Linked DNA regions of Mus musculus: all the other regions are linked to region 1. A link is a contact called in public HiChIP or PLAC-seq and promoter capture Hi-C data. All regions are on one chromosome and are shown on one strand. The core of a region is the stretch at or near the end of the contact, and the rest is flanking DNA. Distances in the headings are between cores, read along the strand shown. Region 1 holds the start of Lmo7 (LIM domain only 7). Region 2 holds the start of Bora (bora, aurora kinase A activator). Region 3 holds the start of Klf5 (Kruppel-like factor 5). Region 4 holds the start of 4930518C04Rik (a long non-coding RNA gene).

Evidence for each region. Promoter capture Hi-C pulls out the DNA fragments that hold promoters and counts their contacts. HiChIP or PLAC-seq counts read pairs in DNA pulled down with a chosen protein or histone mark.
Region 2: a promoter capture Hi-C map of stem cell-derived epiblast-like cells shows a contact between it and region 1, with 2.6 times the contacts expected there. The contact joins the promoter of Bora here to the promoter of Lmo7 in region 1. A contact is called at or near these places in 3 of 39 promoter capture datasets (the 3T3-L1 cell line, hippocampal neurons and stem cell-derived epiblast-like cells), 1 of 115 datasets of contacts at active chromatin or transcription factors (astrocytes) and 1 of 9 other capture datasets (liver).
Region 3: an H3K4me3 HiChIP or PLAC-seq map of stem cell-derived neural progenitor cells shows a contact between it and region 1, with 9 times the contacts expected there. The contact joins the promoter of Klf5 here to the promoter of Lmo7 in region 1. A contact is called at or near these places in 1 of 39 promoter capture datasets (hippocampal neurons) and 1 of 115 datasets of contacts at active chromatin or transcription factors (stem cell-derived neural progenitor cells).
Region 4: a promoter capture Hi-C map of hippocampal neurons shows a contact between it and region 1, with 5 times the contacts expected there. The contact joins the promoter of 4930518C04Rik here to the promoter of Lmo7 in region 1. A contact is called at or near these places in 2 of 39 promoter capture datasets (hippocampal neurons and pre-B cells).

The regions. Positions count from the first base shown.
Region 1 is chr14:101,728,329-101,731,804 of GRCm38.p6, forward strand. Lmo7 (LIM domain only 7) reads left to right here and starts at 1,600. Exons shown (of 31, transcript NM_201529.2): 1 at 1,600-1,897. The coding sequence starts at 1,829. It overlaps Gm9922 (predicted gene 9922), which reads right to left and starts at 1,400. Exons shown (of 2, transcript NR_168926.1): 1 at 1,184-1,400; 2 at 1-1,061.
Region 2 is chr14:99,044,648-99,048,123 of GRCm38.p6, forward strand. Bora (bora, aurora kinase A activator) reads left to right here and starts at 1,730. Exons shown (of 12, transcript NM_175265.5): 1 at 1,730-2,033; 2 at 2,654-2,821. The coding sequence starts at 2,669. It overlaps Mzt1 (mitotic spindle organizing protein 1), which reads right to left and starts at 1,489. Exons shown (of 3, transcript NM_175245.4): 1 at 1,347-1,489. The coding sequence starts at 1,416.
Region 3 is chr14:99,296,942-99,300,417 of GRCm38.p6, forward strand. It overlaps Klf5 (Kruppel-like factor 5), which reads left to right and starts at 1,750. Exons shown (of 4, transcript NM_009769.4): 1 at 1,750-2,281. The coding sequence starts at 2,054.
Region 4 is chr14:103,896,867-103,900,342 of GRCm38.p6, forward strand. It overlaps 4930518C04Rik (a long non-coding RNA gene), which reads left to right and starts at 1,901. Exons shown (of 2, transcript XR_383716.3): 1 at 1,901-2,492; 2 at 2,615-3,476.

The DNA of each region.
Region 1 (3,476 bases), core at 350-2,849:
AGTGGCCTCCTGCCATAGCAAGAATAATCCCTGAAGTTTGTCAGCCAGCTCTTCTAAGCAGACCCAGTGATTACAGCAGGCCAATTAAAAAAAAAAAAAAATAAGGCTTCGGGATAAACAGAAACCATCACCCCAATCCAGATGGTCTTCATTCACAAGAGCAAGTGGGTTCCAACCCAGCCTTTAGATCTAACTTCCAGGAGGCAGGAAGTACTGGGAGAGAAATGTGGTGAAGACACCACAAAGAAGCCATAAGACAAATCCAGAAGGCAACTTGTTTCTTTCAACACACGATGCCATTCCAAAAAAGGAAGAAGGGGCTTGAGGAGGAGGCCCTTCTAGGGTAAAAAATCCGCAATCAAACGGAATGCAGATTCTCTGATTGCCTCGAGGTCTAGGTAAGTCAGCTGCAAAGGACGCTTTGGCATCCTAGGGAAATCCGAGCCCGGTTGATTAGCAATTTTATTGGCTTTATTTAGTTACATGTGAAAATGGTCTATGATATTGCAGGATAGTGTTCGTTAAAGATGAACTGTATCCTGGGATATTTAGAGCTGAAATGTATCCTACTTTAAACCTCTCTATAGTGAGATAAGCCCAAGTGCTAATGATCATTAAACAGAAGCTAGGCTGTTTCCGTAGACAAGATTCTCTGCCATACGTTTGAAAATTTCTTTAATCACACACACACACACACACACACACAAAGAAAAAAAAGAAAAAAAAAAGAAAAGAAAAAAAGAATGAAATGTTGCGTCTCCTCCAGAAAAGAAGGGCTGATCTTATCTTCTTCCATAGGTCAAGTACCCTGGTTGGAGCCCAGAGAGTCCCCAGAGTTTCCTTGGAGAGATCGCGGGGCATTGGACCACCTGTGCACTTTGCTGGCCAGGCCCCGAGCACTTACTCAAACTCTCTGCTCACTCTGAATAACCAGTCACCTTTGCCACACCACGAAGGGTACAGGTTTTGATTCTCCGGGGGAGGGCGGGCCAATGTCCAGAACTGGGCCAAGCAGGCAGGAGAGGTGGGAGAAAAGCCAAGTTCCTTCGGTTCACCGTACCCTTGAGGCGAGAGGGGAAATGAAGCCACAGGTCTTCCCCACGGACCCACCTGCGATCGGGGGAGGAGCGACGCCAGCCCAGACTAGGGGACCAGCCGCCAGTGCCCAGGCCGGTACCCTCACCTGCGGCCGGAAGCCGGGGCAGTAGCGGGGACCGCGCAGCATCTGGGACCGGTCAGCGAGCTCCGTGGAGCCGGAGGGTAGTGGCGTGGAGGCCTGGTGGCTCCGCGTCCCCGCGGGGGAAGTTTCTTGGCCCGGAAAGGTGCAATTGTGTGCAGCTATTCCTGGTATGTCAGGCCGCAGGCAGAAGGGGCGCCGCCTCCCGAGAGAGCCCGGGACTGGGAAGGCGGGTAGAGGCGGGAAGGATGCCGGCTGGGGCGCATCTCCCCGCCCAGATAATTCTGACCAGAGAGGTGGCTGCAAGGACCCTGGCGAGGGGCAAGGACGGAAGCTGGGACCGGCCCGTAGGGGGTGGGCCGGGGCGGGGCTACTGTCGAGGGCGGTGACAGCGCTTGCGACTTTTGAAGTTCCCAGGAGTCCCGGCTCCTTCTGCACACCGCTTCCAGTTGCCTCTTCACCTCCTCCTGCTCCAGTCAGGCTGAACTTGAGCCGATTTCTAGAGTTTGGAGAAAGCAACTCCTGCAAATTCTTCTAGGTTCCTGAACTCAAACTGCACGTCGCTACAAAGGGCGGGGGACGCGTGGCGTGGGAGCTCTGGGTCCCGGCGCGCACCCACTGAGCTGCTCCTCTCCCTCTCTTGCCCTAGACATGGAAGGGATGGAGGACGCCGAGGCCGATTGCTCTGTTGCATTCGCAGAGGCTCAGAGATGGGTGGAGGTGAGTGTCTTTTCCAGTTCTTTACAGATGAATTTACACTTTCCGTGCCTGAGTCTTCTTGGGTTTCCCACCAATCTGAGCTTACGTCCGTCCGGTGACCTAGGCTGAGTAAAGAGGCAGTTTTGGGTACAGTGCAAAATTTCCCTCTCTAGTCTTCTGATGCCTAGCCCTCCTCAGACTTTCTTGCAGATCTCCCAGCGCTTGTCCACCAGGTTTGGGTATCGCACTTCCCAAAAAGCGGGGCACAGAGCTAGGCTGGGGACCTCGGGCGCATTTCTTCGGGATGCAGTTGCTTATCACGCACCTGGGTAGCCAGTGTATTCAGCACGGGGTGTGAGCCTAGAGAGTTGGGGGGCTGCCATCCTTCCCTCTCCCGCTCTCTTCCTCTCCAGTTGAGAAACTAAAATATCCTAAGCTCCTTTACAGACGGCTTGTTATTCTTCCAGCTGTGCCTCACAGACAAGATCTTCTGTTCCTTTTATTGTCACGAAGGAGAGATAGTCTCTACATGGTCGCCTTCGGACTAGCCTGTTTTATTCCGTTGCTGACCACCTAGGTGGGTTGTGCTTGTGAATGAACTCAAGGCACCCCACACCTGGGCTCTAGTACCGAGTTACAACTCTAGACTTATGAGGTGACTTTCCGGATGGGTCAAAAGAATCCTTCCCAAAGTGGGACTCAGAATAACTGATGGTTATAAAATTGTTGCCCACACCAACCCTGACGTCATTTTGGAGTTAGTGGTGCCACATGCTGTTTTATCCAACAGCTAGGGAATTTAATTCAGGGCCTGGGACATGCTAGATAAGAGCGGCTACTCCTGAATCACGCCTGCAGCCCCTCAATCTACCTAAAAATTCAAATTAGGCTACTAAGAATATAGGGGAAGCTAGTTCTTTAAAAGTCATTTTATTTTATGTTTTAAAGAAATACATGTAGGGTCCCACTAGCTTGAGGACCTGCTTTTGGGTCTCTAGCACCCGTGGAAAAAAGCCATTGCAACTCCAGGACAGGCAGGGCTGCTGAGGCAGAAGTATTCAGTGTGACTTAGCCAAAATGGTGGCTTCCAAGTATATACCCCAACCCCCATCGGAATCTACATCCACATACATACCTACAAACACACACACACACACATACACACACATACATACCTACAAACACACACACATACATACCTACAAATGCTCACACACACACACACATACATACCTACAAATGCTCACACACACACACACACACATACATACTCACACATACCTACAAACACTCACACACACACACATACATACCTACAAACACACACACACACACATATACATACCTACAAATACACACATACACACTCACATACATACATACCTACAAACACACACATACTCACACACGCTCATACACACACACACACACATATATATATACCTACAAACACATACACATACATACACACATACACACCTACAAACACTCACACACACATACACATTTTAAAAATATCATGTACTTATGAGGAAAAAAAATAAATGTTAAATGTTATACTTCTGTATAGTAAGAGGGCAGGAGATATGAGTGACCTCAC
Region 2 (3,476 bases), core at 480-2,979, 2.7 Mb before region 1:
ATCCAAACTGAAAATTTCATGCTGGTTCTTTTACAATGACTTAAATGGGCTAAAACCTCACACATACTCTTACTTCGTTAAAAAAGCAAACAAACTTCTTAAATGTTTTTATACTGTGTACTTTTTACTTTACAACACGTTCTCTCACAAAAGGTTGGGATGCAAAGCCTTAGCCCTCACAGCAGGCCCACCAACTTAACCAGTTCTCTTCAGACACTACTCACAACACACACTGGTGCACCCAGCACCCCATGGACGCTCCAGAGGCAAAAAGAGAAGCTCAGGAACTTGAGGTCACTCTAGGCTACACAGGCAAGAGTCTTATCTCAGAACAACACAACCTAAAAACCACAACGGTACCCTTGTGTACATACATTTATTTTTACAAAACAATAAGCCGTGGAACATCTAAGATGAAAGAAAAAAGAAAAAAAAAAAAGACAGGCTGGAGACAGAAAAAGAACAATGTGGCAAACAATTAGGTGGGGAAAACCACTGCAAAGCGTAAGGTTATCTTTTGAGAAAGATGTTGAGGGGGTAACCTCTGGAAACCATCAAAGCCACTGCCAAAACAGACATGTAGAACCACACGTAGATGGAAACGTGTAAAATTAAGACAAAGAAAGATGCTTGCTAACGCAAAAGAAAAAGCAAATAAAACCGATCACTTGACACACACTTTACCTGGCTGTCTTATTTTAAATACCCGGAGCTACAACTTTATTTTATTGTTTACGAATAATAGTTACTTTCTAAGTGTTGGGTCCGAGAGGGACAAAGCTGCAGAACCATAGCAGAGAGAAGGGAACTCTGAGACTTATTTCTGTACCTCTGGGTGCGCTCTACCTATCAGGCAGCGGGCGCGGACACACCCACAACCGCGGTCACCCGTGTCGCCCGATCTAAGGAGTGGGAGATGGTGACGGGGAGTGGTGCTCAATCACTGGAAACAAATAACCCGTTACTGAAACGCCTGGGCCCCGGAACTGAGCTCACCGCGTGGACAAAAAGGTCCACGACCCCTTTCGCCCCGGGTCCCCAGGCCACGAGCACGCGCCAGACACGAGCAGGCGCCAGACACTTGGCGGGTCGCGTGGCCCCAGGATGGGCTCGCAGGCAGCGGTCGCGAGGCCTGGAACGCCCCGCGCGCGCCAAACTCCGCCGCAGCGGAAGACCGGAGCTCTGGGGCCGCCAGCTTCGAGGTCGCGGCGGGTCCCCTTCCCCGTCCCCTCGCAGGATACCGCCGAGGCCGACGCGGGGACCGTGGGGCCCTCTACGACGCCTCCATCCGGGGGCTCGGCGCCGGGAAGCGCAGGCCCGGTCAGACGAGAACGACGCGCACTCACCGTCCATGGTCTCCCTCACCGCGTTCAGGTTGGCCGAGGCCGCCGCGCCCGGGCCGCTACCGCTCGCCATGGAGAGGAGAGGCCCCCGCCCCGGTGGGAGAAGGCCTGACCCGGAACTGGAGCGCCCGCCGCCGCTCGGCCCCGCCCACACACCGCGCGGCGGCGCTCGCACCGCCCAGGCCACGCCCCCGCCGCCCGGGCCACGCCCCCTCGCGCCGAGCGCCGAGCGCCGACGCCGGACCGCGTTGATTTGAATTTGGAGCCTCGTTCCCTTGCGCGGAACGTAGAGCGAGGAGTTAGCGTTCGAATTCACCCGGCCGCCTCGACGCCATTGGCTGGTTCGCGGACGGCGGTGGGACGCGATTGGCCGGTGACCTCTCCCCGCCCCGCGCCCTGGTTGGCCGGAGAGCACGGAGGGAGTTAAAGAGTCGGCGCCTGGCGTGGGCATCTGCAGGGTGATGCTAGAACTTCCACGTTGCCCACGAGTGTAGGTACGTTCTCCGTGGCCCCAGGCCTGGACTCCTGCTTCGAGGTGGACCGCTCTGGTTTCCTGGCCCCAGACGTACCTGTGAGCTCGCCTAGGTGTGAAGGGGAGCAGAGAGAGAGGGCGCCTGGACACTGAATGGTCGCTGGAAGTGACGTCTCTGCTGTTTCCGAGGGAGCCCGCTCAACTTTGATCTTACAAAAGTAAATTCTTTTCTTTTCTTCTTCTTCACCCCCGCCCCCATCTCCCTTCTGGCTGTAACCCTCTTTGGAAGGAATGCAGCGTGCCTTTGGATCCCGGAGGGGGAGTGCTCTTTAGGAAAAGTAGTTTAAATCCCCACCTGGGTCCAGCCTGTCACTCACCCTGTTCAAGTGAGGACTAACGTGCCAGTAGTAAAAATTGCAGTTCTGTGTGGAATTACTTGGGTATCCGGACGGTGTTCGTACGGTTTTGTCTTGAGATGATGAATAAGGAAAACGATAAATAGAAGTCGTTTGGTTGGAAAGGCACTTATTTTTGGTGTAATCAGATTGGACCAGAGCCCACTCATAACCGGTTGGCTGCTTCATATATGCCGCATAACTTCCGTGCATGCGTTGCTTCCTCTGAAAAAGTGATAGGAGCATTGCCGTACCTTCCCCAGCTCCCAAGGCTCGGCTCCGGATCATCTGAGAAAACGTGCAGGGCTGATTCTCCTTTGTAAACCATAGAAACTTAACCCCAAGAGGATTCGATTTGGAGTGAGATGTTGAATGTATTTTGTCGGGATTAATATCTATGATATTCAGTAATTTTAATATGTGTACTTTTGATTTCTTTCTAGTTTGCTTCCTGGGCTATGGGAGATGTCAGCGAATTAAAAATGCAAATAACACCAGAAACTCCAGGAAGGATCCCTGTTTTAAATCCCTTTGAAAGTCCCAGTGATTATTCTAATCTCCATGAACAAACCCTTGCTAGTCCTTCTATCTTTAAGTCCACAAAACTACCAGTAAGTTTCTCTTGCCTAGTGTTTACAAGTGATTTTAAGTGAAAGTAACTACAAATAATTTTAAGTGTAAATACAAGAAGAAGATGGCACCTAATCTTGTAATGGTTCTTTGAGCAGACATGATCTGAGCGCTCTTATGCAGGAGGTCGACATCCAGGAACTGCCCACACCAGCACAGAAACAGCACACAGGCTTTACAAGTTAGCTGGTCACAGCTGAGCTACTCATATATACCTCAGACCAAAGACAGCAGCCAAGACCAATATGGAGACAAACATGCCACGCTCTAGTAACGAATTATGGACACAGAAATGTGAATTTCTTATTATTTTTCTGTCATAAAATAGTGATACCTTTGTTTCCTTTTGCCCAGCCATTTGAAAACGTTCAGCCCTAATAAAGCTTGTGGTTATTATAAAAGGGAGCAAAGTCCTGCACTGTTGGAAAAAAAAAAAAAAAAAACTCAGCAAAATGAGCAATTTTGAAATTGTAATGCGTAGCCGGGTGTGGTGGCACACTCCTTTAATCCCAGCACTCGGGAGGCAGAGGCAGGCGGATTTCTGAGTTCAAGGCCAGCCTGGTCTACAAAAAGTGAGTTCCAGGACAGCCAGGGCCACACAGAGAAACCCTGTCTCGAAAAACCGGAAGAAAAAAA
Region 3 (3,476 bases), core at 500-2,999, 2.4 Mb before region 1:
TATTTGAGCACGTGATTGGCTTTAATAACAGAGAAAAATGAGGCCAAGTTTTTAAAGATGAAGGTTGGCAACATGGGGTTGTCGACGTAAAACGTCAGTACACACACACTTATTAAATAACACCCTGGTATCATGAAAGTTGTCATCACCCATCCTCTGAAAGTGGCAACCACAACTGTAAAGATGGATCATTGCTGACAGGAAGGAAAAGGGAGAAAAGAAACTGAGTTCACAATATGATTTTATCTTTGCTACAATAAATAAATAAATAAATAAATAAATAAATAAATAAATAAATAAATAAACGACACGTGAGACTTTGGAAATTTCATTGGAAATGAGACTTATACCTGTGATACACTCTTTCAGGTGCACTTTTTTTTTTTCCTAAGAACTTTTTAAAAAGATGCTTCACTGTAAAGGAGCGAGTGTGCTCTAGGTAGGTATTATAGTATAGTGTGCTGCCAACAGACGTAAATAGATAGCAATATTACAGGCGTCTTTTTAAGTCGCAGTTTATTGTTTCAGCTTCTCAATAAGCCAGATAAAATCATAGACAAGAACATTGAGGATTAAGGAAAGGCGTTTCCTTTGGTGTGATTACTGGCAAAAATTAAGAACAAAACCAAACCAAACCACTCACCTTCCATTAAAACAACGCAGTAAAAAGGTAGTAATATAGTTGACTGTTGCTTTCCTACCAGTTTGGATACCCAGTTTTCAGGGCTGTTGAATGTCTGTGAATGTTTGTGCCTTCTTTGGTTCCCGTTTCGTAGGAAAAGGTGACACTGTATTAGGTAGATGGGACCCATACTTCTGAATATATTAAAACTCCATTCCCCGCCCCTCCGAACACTACAGTGCTAGCAAAAATAAGCCAAAGATGTAATGTCTATTTAAATACCCGGTTGAGCTGGCTGTTAGTTCTCAAATTAGATTCCATGCTCGGGCTAGAATCAACATGGTTTAAATATTAAAAACTTCATAATTCATATGGCCCACCCCACCTTTTCCCCACATTCGGCGAAGGAGAGTAGACATGTCTGTGAAAACTTGTAGCTCCTTAAATACTGTAGGGGAAAATGTGCCCAGGTTGGTATGCAAGGACTTGAAAAAAAATGCTTGACATTTACAGATTTTATTCAGGCCACAAGGAATCTGCGAAAAGATAGATAGATCTACGGCTGAAAACACAGAAAGGAGGGCTGTTTTACGTTTGTTTTCGCACCGCCCCTTGTTTTCCTCTAAAGTACATTTTGTATACTTAAAAAAAAAAATACACTCATTGGTTAAGACTGGAAACCTCAGCTCCCCCCACCTAGCTGCCTTCTGTCTTCGGTTTTCGAGTTTCAGGTCCTTGCACAACACCTAAGACGTGCAATACTTTTTTTTCGCCCTAATCCTGGCAGAGAACAGTTCGGAGAGATCTCCCTCCGCGTCTCCACCCTGATTTCCCCCTCTTCCTAGATTCCACCCGCTCCTCTCCTTCCCTCCGCCCGCCCCGTGCTCCGCCGGCCCAATCTGTCAGAGAAGTTGTGTACAAACTGCGCCGCAGCCCTGCGCGCGAAGCTCCTGGCCCGCGAGGGGTGCGGTCGGCCCGTCGGAGGCGGGACCTCGTGGGCCTTCTTTCCTACTGGCTACCCTCTGGCCCTGGGGCCTTGCCATTGGCCACAACGCTGCCAGTCCGGTGAGCTGGCCCTGCCTCCCCGGAGTTGGGTGAAATAGAGGCGGGCGTCAAGTGTCAGTAGTCGCGGGGCAGGTACGCGCTCTCTTAGGTTGCTGGTGGAGCTTGGGGGTGGCGGGAGCGGGTTCCGGCGAGAGGGTGAGCGAGCGCTGGGGCGGGGCGGGAGAAAGTGGCTGCCCGAGGACCTCGGCGGTGACGCGTGGCCGAGCCCAGGAGCCCCGATCTCCGTGCCCGCCTTCGTGAGCGTCTGGCTGCCGGCCCAGGGGTCCCCCGCCGCGGCCCCCCGCCGAGTCCGCCGTCCCGTGCCAGCCCGAGCGAGGTGGGATCGCGATCGCTCCGTGTCCCGCTCCCGTAATCCCCAGACCGTCCATGCCCACGCGGGTGCTGACCATGAGCGCCCGCCTGGGACCACTGCCCCAGCCGCCGGCCGCGCAGGACGAGCCCGTGTTCGCGCAGCTCAAGCCGGTGCTGGGCGCTGCGAACCCGGCCCGCGACGCGGCGCTCTTCTCCGGAGACGATCTGAAACACGCGCACCACCACCCGCCTGCGCCGCCGCCAGCCGCTGGCCCGCGACTGCCCTCGGAGGAGCTGGTCCAGGTAAGCAGAGCGGCCGGCCTCCCTTCCCCGGCTCGGGCGTGTCCCGCCGCTACGAGGCGCGGGCGACAGGGGCCGCTCCAGACTGGGACGCGCGGGAACGGGTGCCCGGGTGGACAGCCCCGCCCTGCGCTCCCAGACGGGGCGCCGGGGAGTGGATGGGGGAGCAGGGCGGGGGCCCACCCGGATCTGTCCAGAGGAGCTAAAGAGAGCCGCGCGCTCGCGTGCACCTTCTCTTTGCTTGCGTGGGGATGAAAGCTTGTGCCCACGCTCAACTTGGCTTAAAATGCTTCTTGACCGCTCTCTCCCGATGGCCCTGGCCTTGGAAGTCCACCTGCCTGCGTCCTCTGGGGTGAAATAGAAATGCAAATTGGAGTACTGGGGTTTCATATACCCCCGTGGAGGCTCACCCTAGAATGTATTGTAGGGCCCCGTTTGGAAAACTAGAATCTTAAGGTTGTATTGGAACACCGCTTTTCCCTTAAAAAGAAACACGGACAAAAAAGGCCAGGGGTGTTGTTTTTCTTAGTGTGCGCGTAAATTTCCTCTCGGAGTCGCGTTGAAAGCTGGCAGTTGGCTTTTACACTTGCCCAGCAGCCGAATTAGAGCAAGCGCCTGTTTCTTTCGCCCACGCACGGGAGTCATATAGCCTAGAAAAAACTTCCCGGGACTTTTAGCTAGTCCCAAGGAAAAAAAAAATTGGAAACAGACCCACATGCAAACAGCTGGAAGAGCTAAAATCAGAAACCACTAACCGCCACGGGAGCGCAGTGCACGAAAGGGTTTAAGATCGGTTTATTTCAAGACGCTTAGTTTAATAGCCTCTTGCTGTATTGTGTATTTGCACTGAGCGCCTATTTCTTGGGGTCTGCCAGTGTCGTGGTGCTTTGAGAAGACAGTGGCATTTTGTCAGATGTGACTCACATGGCTACAGCATGAATCTTTATTTTTAAGTCCTGCATATCCGGGAAATCCCGTCCGTCCTCGTCCACATCCAGATCTTGATGATCTGAGGTCCGAGGTGACATTTCTTTGGAAAATTAAAAGCAAAATATACGACTCCTATTCACTGACTGAGGTGAATGGTTCTATGAACCATTTCATTTACCTGGGGCTTGATCTTTTTCTGACTTCCTTTTTTTTCAATGTCAAAAAAAAAATCAAGAGAAAGCGTTCGTTATATTAGAGAAGAGAGCTG
Region 4 (3,476 bases), core at 651-3,150, 2.2 Mb after region 1:
ATCCCAAATGTTGCCCCTTCCTTGTCTCCCTCACAGTCCCTTCCTCATAACCCTTCTTCTTTGAAAGGGAGAGGTGTCTCCTGGGTATTCCCCCACCTGGCAGGCACATCAAGTCTCTGCGGGGTTAGGCGCATCCTCTCCAACTATGAAGTTGGATTTATAATCCAGAATACAAGCTCAAGAGAATAGGCCAGCTATTGCTCTGTACTAAATTACTGCCTACAATCAACTTCCAATAGACTACTTGCCACAGAAAACAAATATATATATATATATATATATATATATATATATATATATAAAACAAATAAAAAGCATTTCTCATTAAATCAACACAAATCTAATTCTCTATTGTTCAAAACTTACTTCATTTCTGGCAGGTGTATCTGAAAAGTGCAACTGACCCAGGAAGAGAACACTCACAACATAATGCTTAATATTCTTCAATGCACATTGTAAATTCTTTTCTAGAAGGCTAGCTTTTAGTATGACTGGCTGATTGGCCCTGTTTTGCTGTTCCTCCTTGCTGTGATGTTTGCCTCTGTGGAGCTATGTAGATGTTCATCTGAGTTTGCAGCCTGAGCCAGGTCATCTGGGTGAGCTGCCTCTGCCTGCAGGCCCCACTTTTCTCAGGACACCACCCTGATGGCCCTTTTCTACCTCACCTGACATTCGTTTCTCCTTAGGATTCTCATCCAATGCATTTTAGTTAAATATGAAACAAAAAAGACAGTCATGAACATGACTCAAGTTCATCCCTAAGTTCATGAAGAGTTGTATCTAAACAAGAAATTGCCTTTTATGTAAAATGACAATCTCCTTCTCTCTCCTTCCTTCTTATCCCCACCTCTTCAGTGTGCGTGTGCGTGTGCGTGTGCGTGTGCGTGTGTGTGTGTGTGTGTGTGTGTGTGTGTTTTGGTGATTGAAACATTGGACCTCATAGATTCTAGGCAAGGGCTCTACCACTGAGCTACACTCTCAGACGCTCTTTTGGTTTTTAAATGTTATTATTAGCTCATAAAGCAGAAGCCTATGTATGACAAGCCTGGTATATTAAGCAACATTAAGAATATCTATCCTCTTGGTCTGGTTGTATAACTCAGTGAGTTAAGATACTTGCCACTGGGTCAGATCCTGATCTGACTTCAGTTCTCAGGCCCCATTGAAAGGTTAGAACTGACTCTGGCAAGTAGTCCTGTGGTCTATAGACAGTGCACGGGCAGGCATGCTTGTGAGAGTGCATGTGTGTGCGCATGCGCACACACACACACACACATCACACACACCACACAGACACACATCACATACACACACCACATAACACACACACACACACACACACACACACACACACACACACACACACACCCCACAGTTCATTAGTTAGGAAATATAACTTGTTTTATGAAAGAATTATTTTTCTTCTTGAGTTTTATATTTTCTCTGGATTTTGAACATTTTGGTATTGAGTAATTATAACAGCTCATGTTAACTGCAGATTTACTTCATAAAATATTTCAAATTTATGTCATACTTGGTATTAAGAATAATGTTATATCATATATAGTATTTCCTCCTATCTATGGCTGAGAACAAAGTGTTGAAAGATTCATTTATTAACTCTTGTTTTTATTCAGTAGATATGCCTTGAACTTTTATGCCATTCTGAGCTCCCGGGAAAAAGAAAGTTACAGGAGATAAACGTTTTCCGGCCTCATATAATTTATGTTGAATGGCAGAGTTAGCAATAAGTAAAAAACTGTTTTACTAATTTTAAGAAAGGAAATATACATGCATGTTTTGCATTAAGGAGGGCTGAGAGTGTTATGTGGGGCGTCACTGGAAAGTCAGGTGACCCTCGAATCTTCTGTGCTCTGAGCTAATGCACGGGCCGCACTGCATACTTTTCATTAACAAGAAGTTGCCCAATAGATGAAACCACACTCATTTCCCCTAAGCCTCACACCCCTCCTGCGCCTGGATGCAGTGTCAGGGTAACAGGCTGCTGCTTCCCACCAGACTCTCACACCACAGAGATGCCTTCAGCTACTTAAATCCTTCACACTGAGAAGAGAAAGGACTCTCGCTGGCCCCTCAAGTGTGAAAGTTTGATTCAGCCCGCGCTGCTAAAATCTCTATCAGTTATAACGTAAATGCAATTTAATGAGATTTCCTGCATCACTACTTCATTTTGTAAAAGATTAAGCACCTTTCACATGAGAAGAATATTTTGACGATATTTGCTGGAGACGAAGAGAAGGAAAGTGACTTGTGTGGGCATGTCTATGGTGAAGCTGTAAAGTCGGAGACTAACCAGGGTTGCCGCTTGCAAAGGCCATTTGTTCTTTCTCCTCAGAGCAGTAAAAGCAGCTGAGAAAATGGGAGTCCGGCATTTCTAGAGGGTTGTCATAGCGACAGGAGTTTGGTACAATACTGTCTATTTACTCGTCCCGACTCTTGGTTACCTCCCTCGTGACCCCGTGGAGCCTGAGGTAATGCATTCTGCACGGTAGCTGGGGTCTGAGGAGGTTCTAAGAACTTGCGGACAATTATGCATTGTGTTTCATTATTCATCACAGTGGGGTAACGTGAATCCCTCTGATGTCCACTGCAGGCTGATCTGAGGCCCCTGTTCACAAGGGAAGTCATGAGGAACGTGTATGCTGTTTTCAAAGCCTTCCCTACCTCCACCATTCTCCTTCGACTCGACAGGAATAATGTGTTTATGATGAGAAACGACTGTCCTGCTTTCTAGAGCTTGACTCTGTTCCAGACCATTGCTTTTTGTACACAAAGTGCCTCCCGCTATCAGAGAGTGGAGATATTTGCTCTGGACTACTTTATCATCTTCAAACCGTCACTGGCAGAAATGTGTGTGTGAGGTCAGCGCATTCATTCCACCAGCACCAGAAGCTAGCGCGTATCTGCGGCTGTAAATAAACAAGGGGCACGATGTTAGAAAAAAAAATGTTGGGGTTCTGACCTGCGCAAAGTCGACTGGAATGTTTCCCTAGTATTTATCCTCTGCTTTTCCAAGCTTTGTATAAACATGAATTTCCAGAATTTTTTAAGAACTGACGCTGATGAAAAAAATTCAGTCTTCTAATGAGTTTGTAAAACACATCAGATTTAATTGTTGAATACTATAAAAACAACAACAACAACAATAACAACAACAATGTGAACAGAAAGAAAAGGTGCATGTGCGTATTGAAGCAGCTTCAAAAAGAACTTTTCATTTTTTTTGTTATTTTTCATCATCAATACTAGAACAAAGACATATTTTATATGCATATTTAAAGAGTTGAAGTAGACGCTTACACTGCAAGAAGCTTAAATTCCAGACTTACTCAAAAGATGAGGAGTGTTGGATGTAAGATATGAATACCAAAGATTCTGGAACAGTCCAAGGCCCTGCTGACATTTTCTTGGTAAAGGAGGAAGATTGACAGTGAGCATAGCTCAGTTGTGAGTGT